2 separate regions of the Bos taurus genome follow, and region 2 is linked to region 1. The links are chromatin contacts, called in public Hi-C maps. All regions are on one chromosome and are shown on one strand. The core of a region is the stretch at or near the end of the contact, and the rest is flanking DNA. Distances in the headings are between cores, read along the strand shown.

What was found. Hi-C and Micro-C count contacts between places; a contact is called where the count stands out from the background.
Region 2: a Hi-C map of liver shows a contact between it and region 1, with 4 times the contacts expected there. The contact joins the promoter of LOC101907965 here to the enhancer-like site in region 1. A contact is called at or near these places in 2 of 11 Hi-C or Micro-C datasets (liver and skeletal muscle).

The regions. Positions count from the first base shown.
Region 1 is chr22:21,946,757-21,953,423 of ARS-UCD2.0, forward strand. It overlaps SUMF1 (sulfatase modifying factor 1), which reads left to right. Exons shown (of 9, transcript NM_001076076.1): 7 at 1,417-1,530. Among named protein-coding and RNA genes, the nearest start is that of SUMF1, 48 kb to the left of the region's middle. Within about 2 kb of position 2,070, at least 6 of the 102 cell types and tissues checked have an H3K27ac peak or open chromatin away from gene starts, as enhancers often do. A contact at or near this core is called in liver, where this site is marked.
Region 2 is chr22:22,001,750-22,008,939 of ARS-UCD2.0, forward strand. LOC101907965 (26S proteasome complex subunit SEM1) reads right to left here and starts at 3,297. Exons shown (of 1, transcript XM_010817627.4): 1 at 2,824-3,297. The coding sequence starts at 3,199. The coding sequence ends at 2,987.

The sequences.
Region 1 (6,667 bases), core at 820-3,319:
GATTCCCATAAGATGCTTCTACCTTTGTGGAGGAGGGTTCATCTTCAGCTCGAAATCTCTCCCTCTAGGGAGTTTCTGCATATTTTCTTTCATTCTCTTACCCTACTAATCCCACCCTGCCTTTCTAGATTGGATATTTTTAATTTTTGGCATCATCATTTTTTCTCCCTCATTAAAACTCTTTCACGTCTATGTCATCAAACCCTTTCTGCCTTCAGTCGACATGCATGGAATTACTGAATGAAGCAGTGAATAGGTACTGCTGTTTCCATAATGAATGCTGAGTTTGGAAGCAGAATGGTAAAAATTTTCAGCTTTCCCCATCATCTGGATTAATTTTTTTTCAGAGTAGCGTCATAACTTTATTGAAGTGCCCTGGATTGCCCACATATCACATGGTTCCATATTTATGTGTAGATCTAAAACCTTCTGAAGCCAAGTAGGAAATTAATTTTATTCCTTTTAGTTCTACTTCATTAATTGAGAAAAAACATGAACTTACAAAAAGATTTTTTAAAAAGAATCTCAACGATAAATTAATATTTTTTTCACTTAAAAAATAAAAGTTTCCTTCATGTATGAGCATTTCTTGTAAAATATGTTAGGAAAAAGTTCTGAGTCCCTAAAATAGCAAAACTTGTTCTGTATGCATTTACTATTCAGTCAAAGGTTTTTCTCTGGTCCTCCTCCCCACCTTCCTTTGTACACAAGCTTTGCACTTTGGTATCATGTCTGTGACATAACTATGTGGCAGACTGTCTGATCTACCTTTGAACGTGATGTAATTGCTGGCTGAAGAGCCCATGCAGCTTACCTCATAGTTGCAGGTCCCAGGGATTGCAAACTTTCTTTGTTTTATAGATAGCACTTGATAATGAATTCACAGTTTCTCTGTAATAAGAAGTCCCATCAGTGTTTTGACAATAATGACTCAGGCTTAAAGATAAGCTGGTGAGTTGGAGGGGGCTGGTGGAAAGGACAGAATTGGCTGAGGTCTCTCTGTGCCTAAAGATGTTGTGGCCAGCAGAGCTCAGCTGTGATGACAAGACTGATACTGGGTATAATTCTGTTTCTCTTATGCTTCTGAAGGTCTACAGATAATTTACTTGCCACTTCTCAATGAGATACAGATTTGACTTGTGATCAATACTAGTCTCTCTATTAAAAATTATTTCATTGACTTTCTTACCATGTAACATAAACTCTTCTTAGGTTTCTGAACTCCCTTTGAGAACTCAAAGCTGAAAAATATCTTCTTCTGTTTTTTTTATATTGGCCAGATTGTATTTTCACTGTTGGAATGAAAATTCATATTCATACTTTGAAGTAAGAGGTCTTTGTGCATTTTTATACTAAAGAGGCTTTCTAGACAAGGTGAGTAGATTGACAACATTTCCCCCTTTTTTAAATTTTCAGGTTGACGCCTTTCCTCCCAATGGTTATGGCTTATACAATATAGTAGGGAACGCCTGGGAGTGGACTTCAGACTGGTGGACTGTTCACCATTCTGCTGAAGAAACGATTAACCCAGTGAGTATTAGTCTCAGAATATGTATTATGAAAAGGTTACACCCATCCTTTGGGCAGATTATGGTAGGAATTTTGTGTGTTTTGGCTATTTATGTACTATTGAAATTAATCTTGGAATTTCCCCAAGGAATATTAAGCACATCTTTTTTTTTTTTTCCCCCAACCTTAAGGCATTGTGTAGAAATGTCCGTGGACATTTTGTATGCTGCTGGATCGTTTTGGTGATAATGATTTGAGGAAATCTGCCTATAACTTTAGAAATTATATTCAGCCTCATAAATGTGATCAAAGTAATGAGATATATAAATAACTAGGAAAATTCATTAATGTTTGTTAATAACTAGTGAGATCTGGTAGATGGTATTTATTGTGCTGCTAATTGCCTGAGTTTTCATTGGCTGAAATTTTGATTGAAGAACATTGTTTGGAGAAAATAAGAAGGATGTTTTCTGGGTGAATGCTGAATCAGGAAGTTGAGTCATTTGGTGATTATTTCCTGAACTCCACAGTATGTCAGTTCATAAACCTTGGGAATGTAGCAAAACTAAGTTAAATTTTACCTTCTCTGGCACGGGAGGACTATTGATTGCAGCTAGTGGGCTACTCTGCCTCTAAAGCCAAGCTCTCTCAGCGTATATAATGATTTAGACACTATAAGAATTAGGTGTGCGAGTGGGAAGTACTTCCTTTAAAAAGAACATGTCTGAGTATTTCTTGTGTGAACAGATTGGGGGGGGAAATGCCATTTAAAAATCCTATCTCTAGCAAACTAGACATTCATAAGTCAGATCCAGGAATATATATTTATACCCAAACTAGCTAGACTGGGAACTTAATAACCTTAACCTCTTGAAAACTTACAAAAGGTAGTGATAAAGACAATTAATTCTTTGATCTCTTCTCAGTGAAAGGTTAAACAGCTCAGAGTAGTTGAAGAAATTTTCAGACTCTGTGCCTCCGGCCTTCTTTTTTTTCAGAATTTAGGCATAAATTTATGTGATATGCTTGTTTTTTCTTCACAGAATAACACATGAGTTGCTCATGAATAATCTATAGACAGAAATCTCCTTTTTGGGGGGCAGATTAGAAAGCTGAGTTCTTCAGAAATGGTCATTTCCTCTTTGGTTTCCTTGGCAGGGCTGGTGGAATTAGTGGTCAAAGGCAACCCATCTCTCTAACGTGAGAGTAAGATTGTGAAATTTTCGGTGGGTTTGAGGTTGGGAGACGCCATTCTCTACTGGCACAATGTGACTTGGCGTTTGCTGTCAGAAGCAGAAATAGAATTTTTTTCTCGCCTTAGATGAAAGCATCTGCATGTTTGGAAAGGGTGCACAAGGCTTCAAAATTCTGGCAAGTTGTGAATGTATTTCTGTGACCATCTGTTGTCGAGCTGAGTGCTTATTAGCTTTCAGTTTTATAATTGCTTGTGTTGCTTCTAAGGATTTACAGAAAAATCCATATATTCTTGTTTTCACAGTCCCAGGCTCTGATCTTGGATGTTGTCTTTGCTCTATAAATCATTAGCCTTGTAGGTTTCTTTCACAGAGGCCTTATTTGCTTCCTGGTTTGACTGGGATTAAATTCACCAGTTTGGAGGACTGAACCCCAATTCCCTTGCAAACTCAGACTCTTATCATTCAAATCTTGACAGCGCCACTGTTGCCTCTCTGTGTTACCACATCAGCCTCCCAGTTGGGCTCCCTGGCTTCATTCTTTCTGCTTTGTTGCAGCTGGAATGATCTTCATAGAGAATACGGTTAATGCTCTCACTCCTCTGTTTAAAGAATAAATGAAGTACAGACTCTTGAACATGACTTCTGAAGGCTAAAATAATTTAACTGTTGCTGATCACTCAGTGACCACAGCTTTTTCTTCCTTTCAGCATTTCATTTTGAAACGTTACAAAAGTTCAGAAAATAGCATAACAGAGACCTATGTATCTGGCATTACGATTTAACATATACTGACAGCTTATTGTATTTACTGTATTTCTTTTAACCAAAGAGATAGAACAAAAACTACTCTATCAACACTTGATATTTGTCGGTATTTTTAATTTAAGCTGTTCTGGTCTGTGTATAGTGCTATCTCACTGTGGTTTTTTAGTCATTACGTATATATGTATTTTTTTCTTATTTTATTGAAGTAGAATTGATTTACAATATATTAATTTCCACTGTACAGCCTACTGATTCAGTTTATGTATATATATACACATATATTCTTTTTATATATGTGTATATATGCATACTTTATATATATTCATATACACACATTCTTTTTCATATTCTTTTCCATTATGGTTATCACAGGATAGTGAATACAGTACCCTGTGCTATATTGTTGTTTATCCATTCTTTATATATGAGTTTATATTTAGTCATCATATATTGAAGTCTGTATCTGATAACTCTCATAGCATGCCACTCAGTTGACCAGCTTCTGTTGTGTGCCGTTCTTGGGTTTTGGTTACATCTTATTTTCTCATATGCTTCAGTATTTTTGATTGAGTACCAGACATTGTGTGAGATAAACTGTAGAGATTGTTTGAGATCTGGAGAGTGGAATCTCTCTCTAGAGCAGGCTTATCTTTGCTTCTGGAAACTTACATATCATATTAGCTATTCTAGCCAGTAATTGAGGTGATTTGAAGCTCAGCTTCAGTCCTTGTGAGGGCTAGATGTATATAGCTCCTCAGGGTGCCAGCCAGTGGGCTAGGGGGTTTCCACGACTCTTCTTCCTTGGAGGGCCCTGTGAAAGTTGCTCAGTTGTGTCCGATTCTTTGCGACCCCATGGGCTGTATAGTCCATGAAATTCTCCAAGCCAAAATACTGGAGTGGGTAGCCTTTCCCTTCTCCAGGGGATCTTCCCAATCCAGGGATCAAACCCAGGTCTCCTGCATTGCAGGCAGATTCTTTACCAGCTGAGCCACCATGAAGGCCCTAAGCTCCAATTGTTTCCTTGGGGCCCATGAGTCTATGCAAAGTTCTGTTCAGCTTCTCAGTATTACACTTGCTGCAGCTGGAATCAGCTGACCTCTGGGAAAATAAGCTCACCTCTCTGGCCTTGTCTTCAGTCTGGGATTTGAGCTCAGCAGTTCCTCACAGCTCTTGATAGTTCTCACCTGAGCTGGTTTAAACTCCCATTTCTCTTCAAGGTCTTAATTTATCTGCCTTTCTTCCCTAAGGGCTGTGTGTCTCCAGCGCCTAGCAAAGAACCTGGTCCTGTAATAAAGCCAGTTCCAGATACCTAGAATCGAATCAAAGAGAGTTTGATCACTGTTCATACTGGAGGTGTTTCAAAAGCAAAAGCTAGTTAAAAACATATATTTTCAGGGTAAGTTTTGAACCAAAGTAAACATTTCAACCCAGAAACGGACCTCTTCAGTGTCATGTGTATATTTTAGCTCCAAGACTAACTCATAATGGCAAATACTTTTCAAGCTTCTTTGGGGAACTTGGGAACAGTCAGTGCTCTGTAGGCAGAGGCTATTCAGGGAATACCTTTTTCTTGTTCAGTGACTTCCAGGGAGCAAAAGTTAATCATTAGTGTTTATTTTATTGGCTAGTAACACCTTGTATGCTTTGTACACAAAATCCTAGGAGAGGCGGAGGTATTTGGCCATATGGAGTGAGGGTCAGTTTGATCTTGCCTGGTAGAAGGTTCTGGGGAGTGTCCATGCATGCATGTGTGTAATTTTCGAAACTGCTTAGGTTGACAGCCTGTCTTTCTACACAGGTGCAATCCAGAGTGTGGCCGCTGATGCTACTTTTTTAACCCAATTAAGAAGTAATTTGTATGTGTGTGTGTGTGTTTTCCTTTGTAGTTACTTTACCTAGAAACCCAGATTAATCTCTGGAAGTGTGTGGTGGTGCTTGTATGCTTAGTCGCTCAGTCTTGTCTGACTCTTTGTGACCCCATGAACTGTAGCCCTCCAGACTCCTCTGTCCATGGGATTTCCCAGGCAAGAATAGTGGAATGGGTTGCCATTTTCTCCTCCAGGGGATTTTCCTGACCCAGAGGTCGAGCTCACACATCTCGCACTGGCAAGCAGATTCTTTACCACTGAGCCACTGGCAATCCCCCAGAAGTGTGGTGCTTTCAGTCAAAGACTATATAGCACTTATCTAGCATCCTGATTTCCCACACCTACATCCTTACTTCACTACCCTAGTACCATACCCGGGGTACCATGGTACCCTGGTTCACTGGTGATACAAAAGGATAGAGTAATCTGTAATATCTTTGCCACTCTCACTTAAGGTACACAGTTTCATTTGGGCAGCTTTTTTTCTGTCCTAAGGGAAAGAAATATAGCCTTAGAATTAGTCAAAGTAATGTGGATTTTAGCTCTACCAGTTGATCTTAAAGGAATCTCTCTAAGGTTAGGACATACCTTAAGTTCCCTTATATACAAATTGGGAATAATTATACCTATCTCATGAAATTGTTGGCAAGTTAGATCTGATAATGTTGCATGTGAAAATATAACTTTAGACCCCAAAAGTACTATTGTGCTAGTGATTTACTTTTTCTTTTTCTTAATTATTTTTTGCTACTTAATTGGAAGATTATATGCTTCTTTTCGGGCTTCCCAGGTGGGTCAGTGGTAAAGAATCCAGCTGCCAGTGCAAAAGACGTGGGTTCTATCTCTGGGTTGGGCATATTCCCTAGAGGAGGAAATGGCAACCCACTCCAGTATTCTTGCCTGGAAAGTCCCATTGACAGAGGAGCCTGGTGGGCTGCAGTCCATGGGGTTGCAAAAGAGTTGAACATGACTGAACAACTGCACACATACAAATATATGCTTCTATTCAGCAGAATTAACAAGAAATGTTGGCCTTTGGGAGCAGAGGAGGAGAAAATGATGTTTATAAATAATGAATGCCTAATATTCTTCCTATCCTTACCTTTTGTTAACATATCACGTAGTCATCCTTACAATGAAAATCTTGCTTTGTGGCTCATTAGAGTCCATTGGGAATAAAGTTTCCCAAAAAGTATTCCTCCTCTGAATGAATCCCTGATGCTTGTCAGATGCTATTAGCCAGAGATTCTGTTTGTTCTGTTTTTGTCAATGTGGAGTTTGACTGTTCAGTTAGATCATATAGCTCTAGACATTTTGGGAAATGTGTTG
Region 2 (7,190 bases), core at 2,047-4,546, 56 kb after region 1:
TTTACATGCCAGTTTTAGAGAATAGTTGTTTAGGTAATTCTACTAAGTCATTTAAATTATTTCTTCTTGCTTAATTCTTTTCTGAAATTATTGGTCCAGGATGTAGATTCTAACTTTATAAATTACCACATTTAAAACTCAAAACCACACTCAAAGAACAGTTTAGGGTTTCACAGTGTTTATAGGAATCGGTGTTACAGGTTTTGAGAACAGCAACTCTTAAAACACAGCCTCTGGACCCTTTTCAGGGAGTTGAATCAAATCTATCTTCATAATAATACAAAGATGTGATTTGCCTTTTTTATTCTCATTGTCTCATGAGTGTACAGGGGGATTTTCCAGAGACTTAAGGATGTACAGCCTAATGACTCATAGAATACAAGCTTGTGTAGTTTTATGTTTAAAAATGTTTCCAGTCTTAATTTTTAATGTACTAAATGTTAGCTCTGACCCAAATAGCAAAAACTCTTTGCAGTCTTCAGTCATAGGCATGTGAGGGATCCTGGGGCTTCCCAGATAGTGCTAGTGGTAAAGAACCTACCTGCCAATGCAGGAAACATGAAATCCAAGTTCCATCCCTGGGTCAGGAAGATCCCCTGGACGAGGGCATGGCAACCCACTCCAGTATTCTTGCCTGGAGAATCCCCATGGACAGAGGAGCCTGGTGAGCTATGTTCCATAGGGTCACAAAGAGTAGGACATGACTCAAGTGACTTTGCACATGAAGGGGTCCCGAGAGCAAAAGATTTAAAGACTGCTGATCCAGGAGAAAAGTGAGGTCTGATGGTGACCGAGTCTGTCTTGGGAATAATGAGCAGCCCTTCTCCATCTCTTCAGAGGACAATCCAGAAGAACTGAGTGTAAATGGTCGCTGCTGCTGCTGCTAAGTTGCTTCAGTCGTGTCTGACTTTGTGTGATCCCACAGACGGCAGCCCTCCAGGCTCCCCCGTCCCTGGGATTCTCCAGGCAAGAACACTGGAGGGGGTTGCCATTTTCTTCTCCAATGCATGAAAGTGAAAAGTGAAAGTGAAGTCACTCAGTCGTGTCCGACTCTTAGCGACCCCATGGACTGCAGCCCACCAAGCTCCTCCATCCATGGGATTTTCCAGGCAAGAGTACTGGAGTGGGGTGCCATTGCCTTCTCCGGTAAATGGCCGCAGGATAAAGTAAAACAATCTGTTAAGAAGCGCTTCCTTCCTCTTCATTCCGGGATACCTAGTAAATGCATAGGAGAATACCTGGTTCTATGAAGACCCACCAGTGATTTAGTTGAAGCAGTTACTTGGAAGGGTCAGAAAGAGGAAACTTTGGGGAGGAGCACAGGCAGGCAGCCCCACCACGGGTTGTCACATTTCCACAGAGATGCTGATAATGGAGTTGGCTCCTGAGAGACAGTTGTGCGTGGATGGCCCTGTACCATCCTGTAGTCAGAATCACTCTGATATATCAATAGGACTCCTCAGATGGGCTTTGGAATATCAGGTATACACAGTGTAAGCTCCCCCACTGTTGCAGCCTCTGCTTAAGGTGATGTAGTCTTGGGACCCTGCCTGTCAACTGCCTGCCGCCTCCGATGGTGGTGGTTTCATAAGCAATTGAGGAAGGTCTCAGTGTTCCTTTCGTGAAGTAGCTGACTTTCTCCTGGTGGAATTCATCTTCGTTGTGCTGTAAATTGTGATGGTTCTACCTTCTTGCCTGGTTTGTTTTCCAGTCGATAGTTTTAGGCACGCCTTATCCAGATACTATGCCAGTTGTTTTATGTACATGATCTAATTTGATCTGCAGATGATCTTGGGAAGAAGCAATTTTGGCTATTTTTGGTTAGTATTCCCACTGTGCACTTAGGAAGCTAGGACTCGGTGTTTGCGAGGCATCCAGGTGACATAGCTGAATGAAGCAGGACCAGGACTCACACCGTTTTTGTGACTTCAGTTCTCTCTACCACATCACTAGATCCGTGGTTTTAAATTAAGTGTGGGGTGGGGAAGGGTGGATTGAGGAGGAGAGATCACTGGGGCGAAAGGTAGCCTCAAGGAGAAAAAAAGGCAAAGATCGAGGAAGGAAATGGCTTAGTAGTTAAAAATGACAGTAGTTAGGAATGACCCTGGAGCCAGACTGTCTCAGTTTAAATTGTTCCCCTACTGGTTGCTTGATATGAGTTCCTTAACCAGTTTTTCAGATTTTGAAAATTAAATGGAAATACTTTTAGAAAAGGTAGAATTAAGGCAGGAGTGTTAAAACCATCAGTGTAGGGTGCTGTGCTGTGCTTAGGCACGTCGGACTCTGCAACCCCATAGACTGTAGCCTGCCAGGCTCCTCTCTGCATGGGGATTCTCCAGGCAAGAATATTGAACTGGGTTGCCTTGCCCTCTTCCAGGGGATCTTTCCAACCTAGAGATCAAACCCAGGTCTCCCACATTGCAGGTGGATTCTTTACCAGCTGAGCTACCAGGAAAGCCCCAGTATAGGGTGATCTGCTTGCAAATCTTTACTGGCTTTACATCATTTTCAATACAGCAATGAGACTTCCAAGGTTAGGACTACATGTTTTTCTTAACATCCTTTTCTTTCCTAAAGTGTGTTGCTTGTTTTTACAAAGTGATTATCTTACCATAAAGAAGCGAATTTTTAGGGGTAAGGTAGGAGAAGGCTGAGTATGGGAAACATTCTTCTGCTGGAAATAATGAAGATCAAAGGGTGCATTATCAGCTCATTCATACCAAGCTCAAATTTATGAAAAAATTACAGCTGATAAGACGACTGAGATCATGTGTGAAGAGCAAAAGGAAAAGGGTCCTGCACCGTGCTTTCTTTTTATTTTTTATTTTTTTTTAGATCAAAACATTTATTTTTTTGCATTACAAAAACAAAGATAAATCAAAGCAGGTAATGAAATAAACATTTGTAGGTATCCCAGCCTGGGTTCTCTGTTCTAGAATTTAGTAAACAGTTCAGGTGTAGGTTGCTTCAACACTTCTTCTGGATGCTATGAAGTCTCCATCTTATACCCATGTTTCTCTAGTTCAGCTCTTAACTGATTGGAGAAGTCATCCTCTACGTTGTCATCATCCCAATTATCCTCCCAGACATGTGCATCTTCATCTTCATCTAAACCAGCCCAGTCTTCCGCAGGGAACTCCTCGAACTCGTCGTCCTCCTCCAGGAGACCCAAGTCTACCGGCTGTTTTTTCTCTGACATCGTGACCCCAGGAGCCCTAAAGCTCTCAGGCCAGTAAGAAAGTTCGAGCCCTCGTTCTTCCTCACCGCAGCCACCTCCGCCGTTGCCGCCTCTATGCTTGCACCGTGCTTGTTAAATAGCGCTCTGAAAAAGCATATGGGAGGACTTCCTTGATAAGAGTCAATTCCCTGGTCTTTGTGACAAGTTTCTTACTCTCTACCCCTAACTCTGCCAAGGGACTGAAAACTGGGTATTGTTTCTTAAGACGTGGTTTCAGGACAGCTTCAAACTTAGAATTTTCTTCTGTTCCAGAACATTTGTAAATACTCAGTTTGGTGGGGAGGAAAAAAAAAAAAAACCTCATTAATGTGGAAACCACATTCACATTTGTAGTTTTGTATTTATTAACAAACTCTTGCTCCAGGATATATTAGGCAAGCCAAGGGGTGAATCATGTTGATACTGCTTCTGGGCTGTTAGCGTTGGTCTCTTTTGGAGCCAGCCCTGGTACCTCCATCCATGGCAACTTGAACTGGTTTTATATGTAATGTTCCCCCTCTAGTGGCCACATTGGTTTTGGGTTTTGCTGTTTTTGTACAAATGATCCCTAAAGTTGGAGAACCTTTCATTGAGGGGTACTGTGGATTTGGGGAGGCAAGTGGGAAAAGATAAAGAAGAATGTGCAAATATTTATTCCATAGGAAAAATTTATCGGAAATATTTGTCCTCTCCAGTCTCGTGCTTTTTAAAGAGCTCGTGGAGACGAGAACCTTTGGAAGGGAGGAGGGGTTTTAGAATGATCTCTCATCTTATTACTCTGATTAGTTTCCGAATTTCTACTGCCTTTATTAGTAAGTATCTTATTAATAAGTCCATCAAGTTCCATTAGAAAAACCTTTTTTTTAAAAAAATTATAACAGCAATAAAATGCATCGGGTAAAACTAGAGACTCTGAAAAACATGCAAAGTGTCCTTCATTCTGTGAATTCTGGTCTTCTCTCAAATCTGTGCTAGGAGGTAACTATTATGAACAGTAAGTGTATCTTTCCAGACTTTTTGTATGCATTTACAAACACATATTATACATATGTCTGTTGGTAGACATTGAGTACAGATGATCATCAATATGTATTAGGTTGGCCAAAAAGTTTAGTCAGGTTTTTGAAAATACCCAACCAAACTTTTTGGCCAACCTGGTACATAGAGGCACACAGAAATCATACAAAATGTATTCAACTTATATTTGGTTTTTATGAAACAAAATGGAGTCATATTATAATGCTATTCATTTTACATGTTTTGCATGCCCCATGAAAGTACTATATAGGTCTAGCTCTTTTTAAATAGCTGACTTTATTTAAGCATTCCTTATTGATGAATATTTGGATTATTTTCAGTTTCTATTGTTAAAAAATGTTCCAATAAAACTATTTGTGCCTACTTATATCTCTGCCAGTTTGTGCAGATAGATTCTGTAGGATAATTTCCTAGGAGTCTTAACTCCTGTATCAGAGCTTATGGTTATTTTAAATTCTGATGGATATTGACAGCCCTCCAAAAGGCTGTCCCAATCTGTGTTCTCACCCACAGTGAAGCTGCAGCTTTTCAGTACTATTTTTTTTTTTTTTTAGTCCTACAACGAATCTGAGAACAACCAAGGTAGCTCAGTGTAGGAAAATTCTCCTGTAGGAGTCAGACCTAGTTGTCAGAGGGTGATGAATGAAATCAAACTGAGGTCTTCATCTGGCCTCACCACTGCAGCATTCCTCACTCTCTGTGGCTGAAATATAACCCCGGGTTATGTGATCGGTCCAATTTTGATTGCAAATGAGTCCAGTCTGCAAAAGTGATTCACTGTTAATGAAATCAGTATTGAGGAGTAAATTGTTTCCACTCCCTACCCCTGCCCACAATCCACAGTGACCTCTTTACTGCCTGTAATTACTATGTTATTTTCCTCCTTGTGGTTTGGTGATCTGGACCCTGTCTCTGAGTTATTAATTCTGACCTTTCCTACATATGGCTTGGTTGGGATGCTTCAGGCCTTAGGGGCCCCTGAAAGTTTAAAATTTAACTCATAGTCTGAAGGTCAGAAACTTTGCCTGTTATTGAGTCTCAGCAGCTTTGTATTCCCCATCTCCCTACTCCATCTGATGTCCTCAGACCTGGTCCCTATGCCACGTCTAGCTTGTTGTGTTAGAAGTACTCCCGGGAGTTGTCACAAATGCACTTTCCTGAGCCCTCGTCCCAGAAGACTGAGTGAATAGGGCTCCAGTGAGGCCTGGGATTACTTACTTTTTCAAATCCCCATTCTCACCTCTGGGGCTGCTTACCCCCAGAGGTAAGCTTTAGTTGCATTATCTGTAAGATGAAGGCTTGAAGTATATCAGATTCTCCTGTAGGGAAAAGGAGTAGCGAAGGTTGTCGGAAATTCTGCCTGAGACTATAGATGAGGAGCATTGCTCCAAGGAGTCACTCGTGTGTCCATCTTGGTGGAAACATTGGCAGCTGATAACTGCTTCTGCTTTAGGCTCTGTTTTTTGGCTTCCTTCTGAATGACACAGACCAGTTGGGAGGAAACGTATGCACCTGCCTTGGCACAGACCTATAGCAGACCCCTGATTTCACAAGGAGGGACCCTTCCCTCTGGAATTCTGTGACTGGGGTCCCTGGTGAAGTAAACACAGAGGCGAAGCCAGGGAAACAAAACTAAGCAGTAGCTTTTGCTTTTAAAAACAGTAACAACAGAAGGCTTTCCATAGTACTGAAGCACCAAAACGATAGCTGGTATGTAGTAAGTGTTTTTATAAATGTTCATAAATGTAGAAAGAGCCAAATGACCTCAGTTTTTGGAATTCGCATTGAGGACCTGAAGTTGGCGTGCTAGCAGCTCCTTGTTGGTTTGTGTCTTTTTGGTTACCCTTGGCATGTGCTTTCTCTCTTGGGGCCTGTGGGTTTTGCAATATGAACGTGGAGGTTTGGAGTTTTTATGTCCCATAATGTCTGTAAGATTCTAATAATCAAATTGGCTTTGTGATAAGGGATAAATGATTACTTACTGCTTTGTATGTCCTCAGAGTGGCACTGTTTATAAACAAATAAGCTGAAACCACAATTGGAGAATTCTAACTGAATTTCTTCTTAATTAAAAAAAAAAGTGTGAATAACATTTATTATCACCATAGATGCTTTATGGCAGTGATGGAGTAGGTGGACAAGGTGTCTAACCAGCTGTGCAAGTATAGGTGTATTAGTAAAAAAAAAAGTTTTTTTAAAAAGGGAAAAAAATGTGACTTCTCTGGATTGCTGTCCAGTAACGAATGCCTAATGAATGCTTGTTATACTTTAAACCATTTCAAATGATAGGTGCCAAAAAGTCTCGCTTGCCTTTAGCCTTATAAGTTTCCTAAATTATAGAAAACCTATTTCTGTCTGGTATCATAATGAGAAATTGATACAAATGTCAAATTTGCACACACACACACACACACATCAAATTAAAGTGTTTTGAAGACCTATGAAGTATAGACATAGTATGTAGATCTTTCAGTTGAGACCTTCTCACTCTTATTTTTTTCTCTTATTGGACTGTACATGCTTTGAGAATGAAGATTGCTTTTGGTCTCTATTTCTCCAAAATGTAGCATAGTAGGTGCTTGGAAACTTTTGCTGAGTTAAATATGAGTTCAGGGACTCGACTTCACGCCACCCAGCATGTACTAGATAACTTGATTTCTGAGGAATCAATGAATGAATGAATAACAGAATTCTTTAGGTGACTGGGTGGATCAGCCAGAACTACTTCCCAAGTACTTGTCTTGGGGAAGAAAAGTAAGGACCAAGTGTCAGGTTGTTTATAAAGCTACACTGATATCATTTTAAGAACTGCTGAGATATTTTAAGAGATTATATGCGCTCCTCCCCACATTCCCTGCACCTTCTCTTTCAAAAAAGGTGGTGGTAGTGAATATTAGTTGATTGTAAAATCCTCTTACTAAACCAAAAAAATCAA